Regions from separate parts of the Sus scrofa genome. Here region 1 is linked to region 2. The links are chromatin contacts, called in public Hi-C maps. All regions are on one chromosome and are shown on one strand. The core of a region is the stretch at or near the end of the contact, and the rest is flanking DNA. Distances in the headings are between cores, read along the strand shown.

Region 1 (3,849 bases), core at 854-3,353, 130 kb after region 2:
CAGTCAAACCACTCTAAGTCAGGGACCATCTGTACTATGGTTGCATATGCTTTCTCTCCAAACCTGTTGTTCAACAAGTTGAATGTAGTGTAGATATTTGTTTTCCACTGATATAAATTATGTCTCTAATTTGGGGCTGAGATCTCTACCTTGATTTTCCACATTGATGCCTACAAGCCCGAGACCCACAAGAACAGATCTAAGTTAAAGCTGCATTTATTACGAGCTATAGCAGGTACCACACACCATGGGAACGCGTGGGTGCAAGGTTTTGCCAGATATTTGAAAGCAACAACAAGACTCCACAGAGCATGCTCACCTAAGGCCTTTAATCTAAAGTCCACAAATACTGTGCCACAAGAGAAAGAGAATGCAGGCAAACATTTGAGAGGCCAGAGAAAGGGAAGGACAAACACCATATGATATCACTTATATGTGGAATCTAAAATATGTCACAAATAATCCCGAGTTGCTGTGGCTGTGGTGTAAGCTGGCAGCTGCAGCTCCAATTCGACCCCTAGCCTGGCAACCTCCATATGCCCACAGGTGTGGCCCTAAAAAAAAAAAAAGGCATAAATGAACCTATTCACAAAACAGACTCACAGACACAGAGAACACACTTGTGGTTGCCAAGGGGAAGGGGGAGGGAGTGCAATGGACTGGGAATTTGAGGTTAGTAAATACAAACTATTCCATTTAGAATAGATAAGCAATGGGGTCCTACTGTGTAGCAAAGGGAACTATATCCAGACATCATAGAGCACAATGAAAGCAAGAAAAAGACGTATATATTATATATACCTGCTCCTGGGTCATTCTGCTGTACAGCAGAAATTGGCACAACATTGTAAATCAACTCTACTTTAATTAAAAAATAGAAGTTCCCACTGTGGCACAATAGGATAAGCAATGTCTCTGTAGTGCCAGGACACAGGTTCGATCCCTGACTTGGCACAGTGGGTTAAAGGATTCAGTGTTGCAACAGAACTCCATATGTGGCGGGGCAGCCAAAAAAAAAAAATTAAGAGATTATTTTAAAAGGCCGCAGATATCATACAGCAAGAGAAAGAGAAGGCAGGCAAACATTTGGGAGGCTAGAGATTTCTAGGGGCAATCACCCAGGGTTCTTTTCACATGTCTTCTATGTTCTGGCTCTGAATTGAACTCCCAAGGTCATCTCAAGGAGTTGTAGCTCTGGGAAATTTCAGGGCAGAAGTTCCCATGTGGGTTTTTATTCCCCACTTATCCCGTTGTCCAGGCTCTCTGGTTGGGCCAGTTGGAAACCATCTATCAACAAACTGCTCCAAGGGTCACCATGGGAGTTTCAAACTTTGAACAACACATTATGAATTCCATTGCACATTTTTTTTTAGCCAAGAGTCAAAGCCAGACCAATAGTTCCCAAAGCTAAGGCTATATATAACTTTTCCGGTCCAGTTCAGCTGAAAGTCAACTTTATCCTAAGCAGTCCAGTATGTCAGTAGGAAGGAATTAGGAAAGGGCTGTTATAAGATTGAGCCTTGTCCTGGGAGGTTTGGGGTAGAATTCTATAGAGTGGGGCTTGCTCTAGATCAGATGTCATCAGAAACCAGTATTTTAGTTCACCGGGTAACTTGGTTTACTGGGTTACTGGGTGTTGTAAAGAGATAGGACTAACTTGTAGCTGTTATATGGTAACTCTATGATTATCTCCAAAGGCACCTGAAAACATGGGCAAGTTAAGGATGAATGAACTAGTGATTTACAAGATGAGGTTTAATGTGCCAAAAACACATGCATGCATGCATGCATGCTTTATCAGCTACACTACATGTGTTGCTGAGAATGTACAGATCGGTGTTCTACCTCAGGTTTATCTGATTACACAGGCAGGTATAGGATAAAAGATGTCTTAACAAACTCATGCTTTGATTTCCCAGAGACAGATATTACACACACATCTTGGAGGTTCACAGTCTAAAAGACAAAGCAGGTGTCATGGGACGAGGACCTGGAAGATGTCTAGGACCTTCCTGATATTTTCCTGTGATTTCCTTCTCCTAGGGTATCAGATCTTTTGCCTCCTCCTTTTTAATTTATTTTTTTTTTTAATGGCCTCAACTGTGGCATATTGACATTCCCGGGACAGGGACTGACTCCAAGTCACAGCTTCACGCTACATCACACCTGCAGCAGTACAGGATCCTTTAGCCCACTGCGCCGGCTGGAGATTGAACCCGTGCCTCCATGGTGACCAGAGCCCCTGCAATGTGATGCTTGACCCAATGTGCCACAGTGGGGACTCCTCTCTTGCCTTTTTTAAATTTTTTAAAGTTTTATTGAAGTATAGTCGACTTACAAGGTTGTGATCATTTCTGCTGTACAGCAAAGTAATTCATTTATATATGTACACACATCCATTCTCTGTCAGATTCTTTTTCCATATAGATAATCGCAGAATATTGGGATAGAGTTCTCTACTACACAGCAGGCTTCCATTAGCCAAAATGTCACTTAAGTATACTTTTTGGAGAGTTTTATTCCTTTAGCTTGTACAGCCCTGTGTAATTGTTGAAGATTTCTTAGTAGTTTTAATACATTAGGCAGGGAAAACATACCAAGACTTAAGCAGTAAACGGCAAAGAAGCTACAGTCACTGATATGAGCTGGGAGAAGGACATATCTGGTTATTTGTGTAGTTACACAATGTTCAGATTTCTATCTGTACTTAGAGATGATTGATGAGTGACCTTGTTTCTGTCTCAGTCTGTCTGGCTCCAGAATGACCTTGTGGAATGTTTGTACTCTGTGAAATTGGTATGGTCAGCAGAGAACTCCAGCTAAGAACTCTCAGGGTGCTTTTTCATATCTTAATCCCCCGCTTTTGGTGAAAAACAGATGGCTTCAGGTCATAGGATATCAATCTGTGATATGCAGATCTTCATCATTGCTAAAATCAGGAGATTTTCCAGAGGACGTTGTTTGTAGTTGGATGAGAGGTGGCCCTTCATGCTGCTGTTACAAGCTGGTGAACCATGTGATGTGATAATAGCCGTGGAGTAGCACCTAAGACTTTGGGCAGGATGCAGAGTCCAGTGCAACAGAGACAACTCCCAGCAACAACATTGTTTTACTCCTTCAAATAGACCATAACGCCAAGAACTGAGATCATTAAACCTAGACCAATAAAACACATTCCAATATCCTCGTAAGCTCATTTCAGAAAGCCAGGTGGTTTTATTCTTCTAGCTTAGTCATACGCTGTTTATTTGTTTGTATTTCTTTAATGAAGTACAGAAAGCATTGTTCACTCTATTTGCTATAGCGTGAATGTCCTCCCACCCTGAGAGTTACTTAAGAGAAAACCATAAGCCATGCTAAACTTGGCTAATAAATTTAAAATGATTTGTTGGGTTTTAAGAGTAGAAGTGACGTCCTCGGAGTTCCTATTGTGGCTCAGCAGGTTAGGAACCTAACCAATATCCATGAGGATGCAGCTTTGATCCCTGGCCTGGTTCAGCGGGTTAAGGATCCGGCAAGTTTCAATATAGGTCACAGATGGGCCTCGGATCTGGCGTTGCTGTGACTATGGTGTAGGCTGGCAGGTGTATCTCCTATTGGACCCCTAATCTGGGAATTTCCATATACTGCAGTGGTGCTCCCTTCCCCCCAAAAAGAAATAATGTCCACACAAACAATAGTACCCTAGATGGGCACAACCCTAACTCGTAGAATAAGTATCCTTCATTTTAATAGGAGGGAATCAATCATTTGTCCTTTAAGGTGGTCAGATTTTCTGAGTAGAGGTAAATAATTCCTCCAAAGTTGTTAAGGATATAGTATCCTCAATAGAAGTATTTTAAGGCAAGT
Region 2 (3,928 bases), core at 766-3,265:
ACCCACAGATTTAAGGAGTCCTTGTCACCCTCCAGAATTAGTTTTTTGAAAAGTGTATCTATATATAATTGTGATTTGGTATGCACCAATATCTATATAAAACACATTTTAAAAGCTTTTCCTTAAGGGTCAAGCATTTTACTTTATTCCCTTTTTCCTTTGAATTAATATTTCTATCCCACTTTCCAATAAAAATTTGTACCAATATATTTATTTTCTTTTTTGCCACCCCTTGACATATGGAGTTCCTGGGCCAGGAAACAGATCTGAGCCACAATTGCAGCAGTGCTGGATCCTTTAACCCACTGTAGGGGGCTGGGAGCAGCAGAGATCCCTGGATCCCAATGCACTACACTGGGAACTCTTATCAATATTTTATTTTAACTGTACTTCTTAAAAATTGTTCAAGCAGACTATTTGTTGGAAAAGAACATATAAGGAAATTGGCTATCTTAAAATTTGTCCCTTAAACTTATCCTTGTCCCCTAACCATCAGGAATATACATACTTGTTTGAATACCTAATGTTATGACATTTTAAAAAATATAATTACATTATTAAACTGAAAATCTATTATATAAATCTATTTATAAATATTTAGCATGTTTCATATTATAAATATAAATCTATTATGAGGTTTTAAAAACAAAGCTTATATATTCTTTTTTTTTTGGTCTTTTTGCTATTTCTTTGGGCCGCTCCCGTGGCATATGGAGGTTCCCAGGCTAGGGGTCGAATCGGAGCTGTAGTCACTGGCCTACGCCAGAGCCACAGCAATGCGGGATCCAAGCCGCGTCTGCAACCTACACCACAGCTCACGGCAACGCCGGATCGTTAACCCACTGAGCAAGGGCAGGGACCGAACCCGCCACCTCATGGTTTCTAGTCAGATTCGTTAACCACTGCACCACAACGGGAACTCCCAAAGCTTATATATTCTTTATCTTGGTTGTATTATAAATCATCCTTAATCTTCCCCCATTTCTGGAAAACTACACCCCCATAATTGGTAAACTATTTGAGATACATGACTCTGTATCTTTTACTTTAAAACATTAAAGACTTATGACAACATAAAAAAGAAAACATTTATTTATTTATTTATTTATTTATTTATTCTTAGGGCTGCACTTATGGCATTTGGGAGTTCCATGCTAGGGGTCGACCCGGAGCTGCAGCTCTGGGCCTACACCACAGCCACAGCAAGGCCAGACCCAAGCCACATCTGTGACCTATACCACAGCTCACAGGAACGCTGGGTCCTTAACCCACTGAGCTAGGCCAGGGAAGGTACCCTTTTCCTCATAGATACTAGAAGGGTCCATTACCAACGAGTTACAACGGGATCTGCGAGAACTTTATTTTTTAAAACATGTACAGTTGATTTACAATGTTGTCTTGGTATTGGGTGTGCAGCAAGGTGATTCAGTTATTCACATACATATATCCATTATTTTTCAGATTCTTTTCCCATATAGGTTATTAAAGAGTATTGAGTAGAGTTAGTTCCCTGTGCCATGTGGTAGGTTGTTGCTGGTTATCTATTTCACACATAGTAGTGTGTATAGGTTAATCTCACACTCCTAATTTATCCCTCCCCACTATGTTTCCCTTTGGTAATAATAAATTTGATTTTGCAGAATTGGTTTTGATATGCTAGAGACCATTTAAGGTCTTGCTTCTTAGTTGCCCCTTACTTATATATCTAACTTTAACTTCTATGCTTTGTTTTTAATCTAGGCCTTGCAAAGAATATTAACAGACAATCACCATCACCTTTTTGCCTCCCTCCCCAGTTCCTGTATCTTTACAATAGTTCTCACTATAGGTCTTTAGTAGCAAGTATCCGGAAGACTGCATGCGCTGCCCTGCCACTTGCATTTTCATTAAAACCAGGCTAGTCTTTAGCGTGTTTCCTGTTGATCTTCAAATTGCCTTTTCTTCAATCCCCACGTGTAAAGAAAGCAAACGTTGCCACTAGAGGGAGCTGTCAGCGTTTGAGCAACTGTCCAAACCCGGGCAGGGGTTGCAGTGGAGGGCGGCGGACTCGGAGATGTTGGAGGCGGGGCTCTGTGGTCGGCTTAGGGTGCGCCGGAAGCCTGTCAGTGGTGCCTTCACTTTGGGCGCCCATCAGACTTCGGGACTCTCAGCGTTGATGGTCTGGGCCTCCTGCATTTCCCCAGCCTGTGATGGTTCAGAGTGGCTGAGAGTTCTATGTTGGAGACACTAACAAAACTCTTCAGTCGTTTCTATGGGTGATTTTCAAAGCAGTACATGCTTATTTTAAGAGAATTAAAAGAATATATGACTTAGAACATGAAAAAAAATCCTCTAAGTCTTACCTTTAAACAAATCAGACACTTTCCATTTATTTCTGCACGTTATTTGTGCAATTATTCTCTGAGTCCCTTCTGTACCTACATGGATCTCGGCTTATTAAGAATCTTCCTCAATGATTTAGGCAGTCAGGTAGAGTAAAAACTAAGGTTGATCTCCAGACCATTCAGTAACTATGAATTCTTATATCCTTGTACTTACCATATGAAGATTGAGTTATCTGTGTAAGTATCAGGGATTTTTTTTCTTCATCTTTGGATTTACATCTTCTAGTAGAATGCCTGACAAATGCAGCTTTAACAAATATGTGTTGAACAAACAAATACATGAATGGCACTGATAAAATCCGGTTCATTCAAAGTAGTTTGATCATGTATACACACATATGATCGGAGGCAAGAAATGGAAGAGATGAGAGAAGTTTTCACCTATTTGGAACTAACGAAAATAAATATTTTTATGATTTCTATTATGTATTTAAATAATTCATATGATTTTTGAGATCGTATTGAGCACGTAAAATATTGCAGAGACATTATCTCCTTCAACCATTCAAACCACTCTCCGAGGGCTGTTATCTCCATTTTATAGATGAGGAAATGGAGGGGCACAGAGAACAAGTTAGTCAATGCTCTCCGAGGGCTGTTAGCCCCACCCAGATGAGGAAACTTGAGTGGCAGAGAGAACAAGTTAATCCACGTAGCTTTAGCACTAGAATCTGCATCCGTGAGGCCTGATGCAGAGCCTGGACTCTTCAAACTATAGCTACATCGTTTCTTAAAAAAAGTTTTCCCAAAGATCCTCTATACCTCTATACCACATAAATGTCTTTATTTAATTTTCCTTTATCTTACGAGAAACTTTACCAATGACTTTTTTTTTTGTCTTTTTAGGGCCACACCTGCGGCATATGGAAGTTCCTAGGCTAGGGGTCAAATTGGAGCTGCAGCTGCCAGGCTACAAAACAGCTCACAGCAACACCAGATCAAGCCACATCTATGACCTATACCACAGCACACAGCAATGCTGGATGTTTAACCCACTGAGTAGGGCCGGGGACCGAACCCAAATTGTCATGGTACTAGTTGGGTTGTGACCCACTGAACTATAGTGGGAACTCCTCAACCTAATTTTTTAATATCAGGATAGCAACTATACATCATGTTTGGCTTTTGTAATATGATCATATGCTGTATCATTTTTGCAAAAAAAAAAAAAAAAGAATACCTTTCCAAGTTTACTTTTTTCTTTTTTTTTTTCCTTTGTGTCCTTTTGCCTTTTCTAGGTCTGCACCTGCGGCATATGGAGGTTCCCAAGCTAGGGATCTATTCAGAGCCGTAGCTGCTGACCTACACCAAAACCACAGCAATGCAGGATCTGAGCCGCATCTGCGACCTACACCACAGCTCACGGCAATGTTGGATCCTTAACCCACTGAGAGAGGCCAGGGATGGAACCCGCAACCTCATGGTTCCTAGTCGGCTTCGTTTCTGCTGTGCCACAATGGGAACTCCTCCAAGTTTACTTTTAACCAAGAGCATCTCTTAATATTTTCTTCTTCAATTCATTCTGCTTTGAAGCATCTACCAAC

The links. Hi-C and Micro-C count contacts between places; a contact is called where the count stands out from the background.
Region 1: a Hi-C map of liver shows a contact between it and region 2, with 4 times the contacts expected there. A contact is called at or near these places in 1 of 5 promoter capture datasets (liver), 34 of 47 Hi-C or Micro-C datasets (adipose tissue, alveolar macrophages, blood and 17 more) and 2 of 2 datasets of targeted methods (alveolar macrophages and skeletal muscle).

What each region holds. Positions count from the first base shown.
Region 1 is chr5:62,263,423-62,267,271 of Sscrofa11.1, forward strand. No RefSeq gene overlaps it. Among named protein-coding and RNA genes, the nearest start is that of TRNAK-UUU, 7.5 kb to the left of the region's middle.
Region 2 is chr5:62,133,311-62,137,238 of Sscrofa11.1, forward strand. It overlaps the pseudogene LOC100624127. Among named protein-coding and RNA genes, the nearest start is that of CD69, 57 kb to the left of the region's middle.